Linked DNA regions of Podarcis muralis: regions 2 and 3 are each linked to region 1. A link is a contact called in public Hi-C data. All regions are on one chromosome and are shown on one strand. Each heading gives the region's core, a stretch centred on a gene start, on an enhancer-like site or on the middle of the called end of the contact. The rest is flanking DNA. Distances are from core to core; before and after follow the strand shown. Region 1 holds the start of RRS1 (regulator of ribosome synthesis 1). Region 2 holds the start of ARMC1 (armadillo repeat containing 1). Region 3 holds the start of LOC144328694.

Region 1 (2,611 bases), core at 29-2,528:
CAAATCTCGTTGTAAATTTGGCTTTACTGAGTAGGTATGCACAGGTTTTGTTTATTTCTTTGGAACATTTATACCCCATGTACTAACTGAAGTTCTTGAAGCAGCATACAATATATTTAAAATACAATAAAATAGACATAGGATTTCTCTGTGAATCTTCTATAAAAATTAGTTGAATCTTCTGTTCTGTTGAAAAACATGAGCTGCATGAAGCAAGGAGGAAATATTAGTTGTCAAAGCACAGTACCATCTTGTGGTACTTAACAGTATTGTTTTAGAGAAATTACCTTGAAACCTATTTTAAATGGATTTTGAGCCACAGCATAAATAGATCTGAGAAAGATTTTATTCTTTTTAAGTATGTCCAGTGCTTTTTTTCTTTAAAAAAATGTTTAGAGGTATTCTCATTTTGACTCAAGAAAATCACCATTTTATAGTTTAGATCGGGGAAAATACAGTAAATGGACAAAAGTACGAAGATTCACAAAATGTTTAGGGGTATGCGTACCCCTGCCCCCCCAAAAAGCACTGACAATGTGTATGGGATTCAGTAACTGTGCCACGGCCTCAAACGTCTTAGGAATGAAAAACCTGTTTCAAATATAATTTCCAAAGAAAAAGCTATTGGATCAAATACACGCAATCACACTTCCATTTTTTAACCTGCTGTGGAAACCAAGGCTAAGAACAAAGACAAATTTTTATACTTTTCTTAGACTGCAATCTTAACCCCACTTACATGGGGCAAAGCTGAATTCATTAGGGTTTATTTCTGACTGAAAGTGGTTTGGATTGCAGCCTACCTAGTCACTGACCAGCCTGAATGTGCCTAAATACTCTCCAACTGCATTGCAGTTTTGAAATTGTGGAATAAGTACAGTACAGGGACTAGGACAGAGCACGCCTATTCCATCTATGTACCAAAATTTTCCACGGGCCTGTCTCCCACCGCCGCATTCGACAGCAGCAGTTGGCTGTTCCCTGTTTATTTTGGCAGCCATCTCTGTGGCACCGTGATCGACAATGCCAGGACTACTAACCCACCGCTTTCATTTCACACACTAGGGCAGGGATGGAGACCCTGCGACCCTCGCAAACCAACCCCAACTTCCCCATCGAACTACTTTCCAGTCCCCATCCGACTACATCCCCCACTATCCAACTCTCCATGCGCGCCGTTTGCAACATTGCATGCTGGGAGTTGTAGTTGACGTGTCGACCATTCGCTGCCGCATGATTCCCGTCGTCTCTATGGTAAGAAAGCCGCGCTGACGATACATCCGGTTGCCGTTCTTTTCCCTCAAACAGCGGAACTAGTCCCTCTGACCTTTCGTGGAGCCGGGCAGCGTTCTTTGCGCACGTGGAGAGAGAGAAAGAGACTGTTGGCGACCCCCTGGCGGAAATGGCCGCGTCGTCGGTGGAGGACCTGCTGGCTCGCGCCGAGGAGCGCGAGGCGGAGACGCAGCGCAGCGTGACGGTGCACAAGGAGCTGGAGCTGGAGTTCGACGTGGGCAACCTGCTGGCGGTGGACAAGAACCCGGCGCCGCGCGGCGTGGGGGCCGGCTGCCCTCAGCGCGAGGCCCTCCTGCGCGCCTTGGCCCGCGACAACACGCAGCTGCTGGTGGGCCAGCTGTGGGCGCTGCCGTCGGAGCGCGCCGAGGGAGGGGCGGGCCCGGTGGTGGCGCGGCTGCCGGACCCTTCGACGCGGCTGCCCCGGGAGAAGCCGCTGCCCAAGCCCAAGCCCCTCACGCGCTGGGAGCAGTTCGCCCGCCTCAAAGGCATCCGCCCCACGCGGAAGAAGCGCGGCACGCTGGTGTGGGACGAGGCGGCCAAGGAGTGGCGGAGGCGCTGGGGCTACCAGAGGGCCGGCGGGGACCCGTCCCGGGACTGGCTGCTCGAGGTGCCCGACTCGGCCCACCCGCTCGAGGACCAGTTCGCCAAGAAGCGCCAGGAGAAGCGCGAGAAAGTGGCGCGCAACGAGTACAACCGCCTCAGGAACCTGGCGCGCGCCCACCGCGGAGGAGCCGCCGCCGCCGCCGAGCTGCACCCCACGGGCCACCAGGACCGCTCCGAGTTGGGCCGAGTCACCGCCCTCGCCCGCGTCTCCACCGCCTCCGTCGGCCGCTTCCAGCCGCGCCTCCCCAAGGAGCCCCGCGCGCCCCAAAGCGCCCGGGGCAAGAAGCGCCGCTTCGGGCCCGTGTTGGGAGACCTCGACGGGGAGAAGAAGAGGCAGCTGGAGCTGGTCCGGAGCCTGGGCAGCAAAAAGACGCCTCTGGACCTGACCCGCGCCGTCAACAAGCAGCTGCGGGAAGATGAAGCCGAGGCTGCCAAAGCCAAGGGCAAGAAGCAGGGGCAGCGGGGCAAGAGGGGCCGGCGGCAGCAGCAGAGGCCCGGTGGGGCCAAGGGCAAGAAAAGTGGAGGGGCAGCTCGGAGAGGGAAGGCCGGGAGACCGGGAGGTGGTGGCTTCAAGGGGAAAAGAAAATGAGCCTGGTCACCAAGGATGACAGGAGCAGCTGTGCATCATCTAAGGAGAACTGAGGGCCTCAGCAAATTACAGGACTGTCTCTTAATTATTGCGACTATGTTTAAGAAAATGTGGCCTTCACTTGCA
Region 2 (2,611 bases), core at 79-2,578, 230 kb before region 1:
GAAACTTTATACAGCTTCTGACCACAACCTGAGCCAGAGACTGACAACATGCTCATATTAAGAATTATATGTGATTAAATAAAACAAATATGCCTAATCTATTTCACTGTTGTTGTTTTTTACTTATTTCAGTGCACAGCACAATCCTATATGCATGTTTATTCATAAATCCCACTCTGCCAGTAGGGCTTGCTCCCTGGTAAGCATGCACAAGTTCATACTCAAACTCTGCCAGGTGTATGCATGCCTTCTTAGAAGTCCTACTTGTTTCAATAGGACTTTCTTGCAAGCATATGCACAGTCTGATAAAAAAAAATCAAGACCCAAAGAAATCACTTTTGTTTCTCTTTTGAAAAACAAAAGCAACTCACCATATAGCACTGTGGCTATATTCAAACACCAAGTCTTAGATGCTTCAGCAAGCCTTTTCTAAAATGAAACAACCGTTAACCAAATAGTTAACCAAAAGTAAATCTAGCTCACTGCGATGGAACTTATTCCCAGATGTGGACATCCAAGGTGCTATGTTGGTCATTTGTACTATTTCACGTACTGGTTTGTATCGCAAAAATATCAGAAGTTCAGTACACAAGGGATTGCTACCTTACGCGCCAGCGCTTAAACCTCCTCCCCATTCCCTAGGGCCAGATAACTGAAATCAGCTTCTGCTGCAGTCATATCCCGTTACCTGGGAGGGCTGCCCATGGAACCCAATGGAATTTCTATCTGAGTCTCCACACAGTACCACACTTTAGGCTAGCAGGGACAAAGCCCCACTAAACGAAATTGGGCTTAATTCAGAGTAAACATACATAAGCTGATCCTGTGAGAGAAAGGCAGCCATTAGAAATCCCTGATGTTTTGGTGATTTAAAATAAGAGCTTGTGGTTGGGGTGGGAAGAGGTCAGGGGACTCTATGTTACCCTGCCCGGGGTCACTCTCCTTGGTCTGGCTTTCCCTGCCTTCAGGGGCCCAACAGCCCTTAACCCTCACCAGCCGCCTCCTCCCCACCGACTCCCCACTCCGAAGGTCCCCCATTCCCCGCCCTCACTTTCATAGGATGCGAAAGGGGAGGCGCTTTCTTGCTCCCGCCCCGCCAGAAGAAGGAACGGTCCAGGTCACGTATCTGCTGCCGCGGAGGCCGCCCTCGTGCGAAAGGAGGCCGGGCGGGGAGAAGGCGCTTTGCACCCCGGGGCGCCCGGCCAGAGGTCAGCAGGATTGGAACCTTCTACCCCCGGAGACAACATTCACCCAGCCAGGCGGGCGCTCACAGGTCTCCGGCACCTCGGCGATCCGGGGGACCCCATTGGCTGCAGCCGAAAGCACCTCCTGGCCAGTCGCGGCTCGCCTTGTTACGCGCGTCTCTAATTGGTGAAATGCGGCTGGCTGGACTTCCGCGGCATTGTGGGTTGGAGCCGGTGAGGCTTTTTTTTTTTTTTAAGGTGGACCTAAGAAACTACAAGTCCCAGGGAGACCATTCTCGGCGCCGTGAGCTTTCGCTGTCACGCGAGAGTATGGCGCGAGCGGAGTTGTAGGCGAAAAGGATAAACAGGGCGATTGTGTGAGCGCTTATGGGAAGCGAGTCCCGCTCCTGTTCAGCGGGATTTATTTGTGGGTGTTTCCACGGGGGTTTGCTACCGCAGGTTGAAAAGGAAGTGTTGCAGCGCAGTCCCGTGTATGTATATTCTGAAGTAAGCCCCGCTGCGTTGAATGGCTCTTCATCTCTAGTTTGGGAATGCAGGCAGCCTTATTAGCCAGTTCTACTCAGGAGTAAGTCGTATTGAATTGAATGGGGCTTACTCCTGGGCATGTGGGGCTTGGATAGCAGCCTTAATTTCCTCTTTCACCAGCATGCCGTGAGTCTGAAAAATAAACGAATTTTGGAGTACTTTATGAATAAAACCTTTTTTTCCACTCGTAAAAACCAAAAATATACATTAAAAAATGGAGCGTGGGGTGACCCTGTTCGCTACCCTTAGCTCCCTGGAGTAACGGCAGGGTAAAACTTCAATAGATAAACAATTACAAATGGGATCTGCTCCACAGGAGTGTTCTTAGGTTAGAGCAGGAAGAATTGAGGGGTGGGAGGAGAAGGCTCTGAAGTTTCCCCCTGCTGTACTATACAGTACATATAGCAATAGAGGGCTCCTAGCTCCTAACGTGGGTCCCTATATGAAATAAGAGGGGAGGTATCCAGTTCTGGAGAGTGGGAAAGAAAAATGGTATTGTCTTGAAACACCCCTTAAATTATTCCGGGGAGAGCAAGTCAATTCCCTCTCTTCCCCTGCTTTCCATCTTCCTTATTTTCAAACTGACAACATAAACAGCATTCCATTCTATCAGCTATCTTAACTGATAGAAATCAGGCAGACTTCCTAAGTCTTGAGTTTTTTTGCCATAAGACTTTAACAAATCAGTCAGGACCAGGGGGCGTTGTGGCAAAGCTGTTGCCACCCTGTTGGACTCCATCTAAAGTTGGACCACATCAAAGGAAGACTATGCGGTGTCTTGACTAGGATGCATTCTTCTGTATCAACATGCATTTTATCAATTTCCGTACTTATAAGACGTTTTATCAGTGGTATTTAACTCCCCATAAATTTATTGAGAA
Region 3 (2,611 bases), core at 47-2,546, 190 kb after region 1:
AGAAACCTATCCATTTTAGGGGCTAATTCAACTGCAATTTAAGTAATTAAACATGAAAATAGCAGCATCAGCACTTAAACTCCCTCAGAGCAGGTGGTGGTGGTGGTCTCTGCAACAAGTGCATAGCCAAAGTGGTGGGATCCAGCAGCCAGTGAGGATGGGTGGCAACTAGTCTTGGCTACTGCAGGGCACTTAGGAGACTTCTTCCATCCTGGGCCAGGGCCTCATGCTGGCCTGGCGCTGCACTGGCCCAGAGGCAGGAGAGCTGCAAGAGAAGAGAGGAGGGCTAGCACCTAGCCCAGCCAGGCAGGCAGCACATGGTGGGGCGGGGCAAGTGAATGAGACGCCAATGGCTCCTTGGAAAGCATGGATCATCAGATCTGGGCTCCTGACAAGCAGCCTCGACCAGGGAGGAACGGAAAGCGTGCGGGCAGGCAAGGTGGGGAGGCTCCTGTGCAGCATGGCAGCAGCTACTCAGCGGTCTGCCCGCTCCCTTTCCAGCCCCGGGGGAGCTGTAAAACACCTACACACTGTGTCACAACAACACATATTTGGGAAAGCTCTGGCATGACGTGTATTAACAATCCTCTATTTTTCAAGTTACTACACGAGGAATATAGGTAACATGGCAATAGCACGTTATGACAAAAACTGCTTTTAGATAAATGCAGTAAGGTCCATCTGCTAATGGAATAGACAACTTTACCTTCATCTCCTTCCACTGTTTGGGGGGGAATAGAAGAGTGGGCTGAAGGCTCTAAAGAAGTGAGTGCATAACAAGGCTTCCCAAAACAACCACTCATTCTATAAATTGCATTCCAGAAGTGGGCAAAGGTGCCCAGCCCCGACCAATTATCAGGCGCGGGAGCCGCGCGGGATCCTCTTTGTGAGGGAGCGCGACGTGGCCCCGTCCATGAAAAAAGGCATCCAGACCCACAACGGTTCCCCCACCCGCCCCCGCCTCGGCTTCCAGCTGAAGGCGGGAAGCTCTCCGCGCGCTCTACCCGCCACGAGTCCTGGCCTAGCTGAGTTCAAGGTACGTGGCGAGGAAGAGGGAGGAAAGGCAGCCAGGCTGGTCGGCGCGAGCACCCCAAGCCGTCCAGGCAGCGCAAACCGCCGCCTCCCCCACCCCCCCTCTCGCCCTCAAATGGCTTACCTGTTCTGCAGATCACGCGAAACCCCGCAGACCTCCATAAGAAAGGAGCGCGAGCGTGGCCGGAACCGGAATTATAAGTCCATGGAGCACGTGACCAGCCCTCCTGCCCTCCTCCACCCAGCCACGCGCCTTTTGCGCTCGCTCTTTTCCGGGCGAGGTGGCCGACAAGTTTCATTGCTGGACTACACTTCCCATCATCCCCTGAAAGTTGGGCCTGGATAGCTGAGGCTGACGGGAGTTGGAGTCCAACATTTCATCACCTTGGCTAACCCAAAAGGCAACAGGGCAGATGCTTTTTTTTTTTTTTTGCCAGAGACGTGCGAAAAAGGTTTTTTTTTTCCGGGGGCGGGGGAATCCATGCTGGTTGCGCGCCAGAGATTTTGGGTTTTGAATCTCGCACCCTCTCGCGGTGGAAGAAGAGATCAGCTATAGCTTTTCTCTGATTTCCAAAGTGGTGGCCGTAAAGACAAGAATTTTTTTTTTAAAAAAAGTCTTGTGGCACCTATAAGACTAACGTCATGCCCTCCGACATTTCTCCGATGAAAATAGGGACACCCTATTCTATAATAATCTGCCAACCTAGCAGTTCGAAAGCCCGTCAAAGTGCAAGTAGATAAATAGGTACTGCTCCCAGAAGCGGCTTAGTCATGCTGGCCACATAACCTGGAAGCTGTATGATGGCTCCCTCGGCCAATAAAGCGAGATGAGCACCGCAACCCCAGAGTCGGACACGACTGGACCTAATGCTCGGGGTCCCTTTACCTTTATTCCATAATAATAATTTTACTGTTATATCCTACCCATCTGACTGGGTTGCCCCAGTCACTCTAGGCAGCTTCCAACATATAAAAATAGAATAAAACATTAAAAAAACTTAACTTGCCTTCAAATGGCTTGGGGCTGGATAACTCCATAGCCTCCAACATTTTTCCAATGAAAATAGGGACATCCTAAGGAAAAGTGGGACAATCAGAAACCAGGACGAGATTATCTGGGAAAATCCAGGACTGTCCCTGGGACAGTCGGAGGGTCTGACACATTTATAATGGCATAACCTTTAATGGACTACCCTGTCTTAATAAACGTGTTAAGACTTTACGGGGCTACAAGACTGGTACCACACTTCCACGTCATGGAAAAGTGTGTGCTCTAACATGGGGTGCACCAAAGGTGGACAAGTGCCCCCATAAGGAGCTCTCCCAGGTCTCCCCCACCTCACTTGCCTTCCCCTGTTGCTGGACTCTTGCCATTAATATATTAATGTTATTTTTTCTTCCTTCAATACGTAAGTATCTGAAGAAGTGTGCATGCACACGAAATCTCATACCAATAACAAACTTAGTTGGTCTCTAAGGTGCTACTGGAAGGAATTTTTTTATTTTGTTTCAATATGTAAGACACTCAACTTACCACCCCCAAAATATACCCGTATTTTTCGCTCTATAACACGCACCC

Evidence for each region. A called contact is a pair of places that touch in the nucleus more often than the background predicts.
Region 2: a contact with region 1 is called in a Hi-C map of tail, with 4 times the contacts expected there. The contact joins the promoter of ARMC1 here to the promoter of RRS1 in region 1. A contact is called at or near these places in 2 of 3 Hi-C or Micro-C datasets (blood and tail).
Region 3: a Hi-C map of blood shows a contact between it and region 1, with 4 times the contacts expected there. The contact joins the promoter of LOC144328694 here to the promoter of RRS1 in region 1. A contact is called at or near these places in 2 of 3 Hi-C or Micro-C datasets (blood and tail).

Annotation. Positions count from the first base shown.
Region 1 is chr8:34,632,169-34,634,779 of rPodMur119.hap1.1, reverse strand. RRS1 (regulator of ribosome synthesis 1) reads left to right here and starts at 1,278. Exons shown (of 1, transcript XM_028736817.2): 1 at 1,278-2,611. The coding sequence starts at 1,403. The coding sequence ends at 2,485.
Region 2 is chr8:34,866,883-34,869,493 of rPodMur119.hap1.1, reverse strand. It overlaps ARMC1 (armadillo repeat containing 1), which reads right to left and starts at 1,328. Exons shown (of 7, transcript XM_028736838.2): 1 at 1,052-1,328.
Region 3 is chr8:34,442,732-34,445,342 of rPodMur119.hap1.1, reverse strand. LOC144328694 reads right to left here and starts at 1,296. Exons shown (of 4, transcript XM_077932942.1): 1 at 1,157-1,296. The coding sequence starts at 1,194.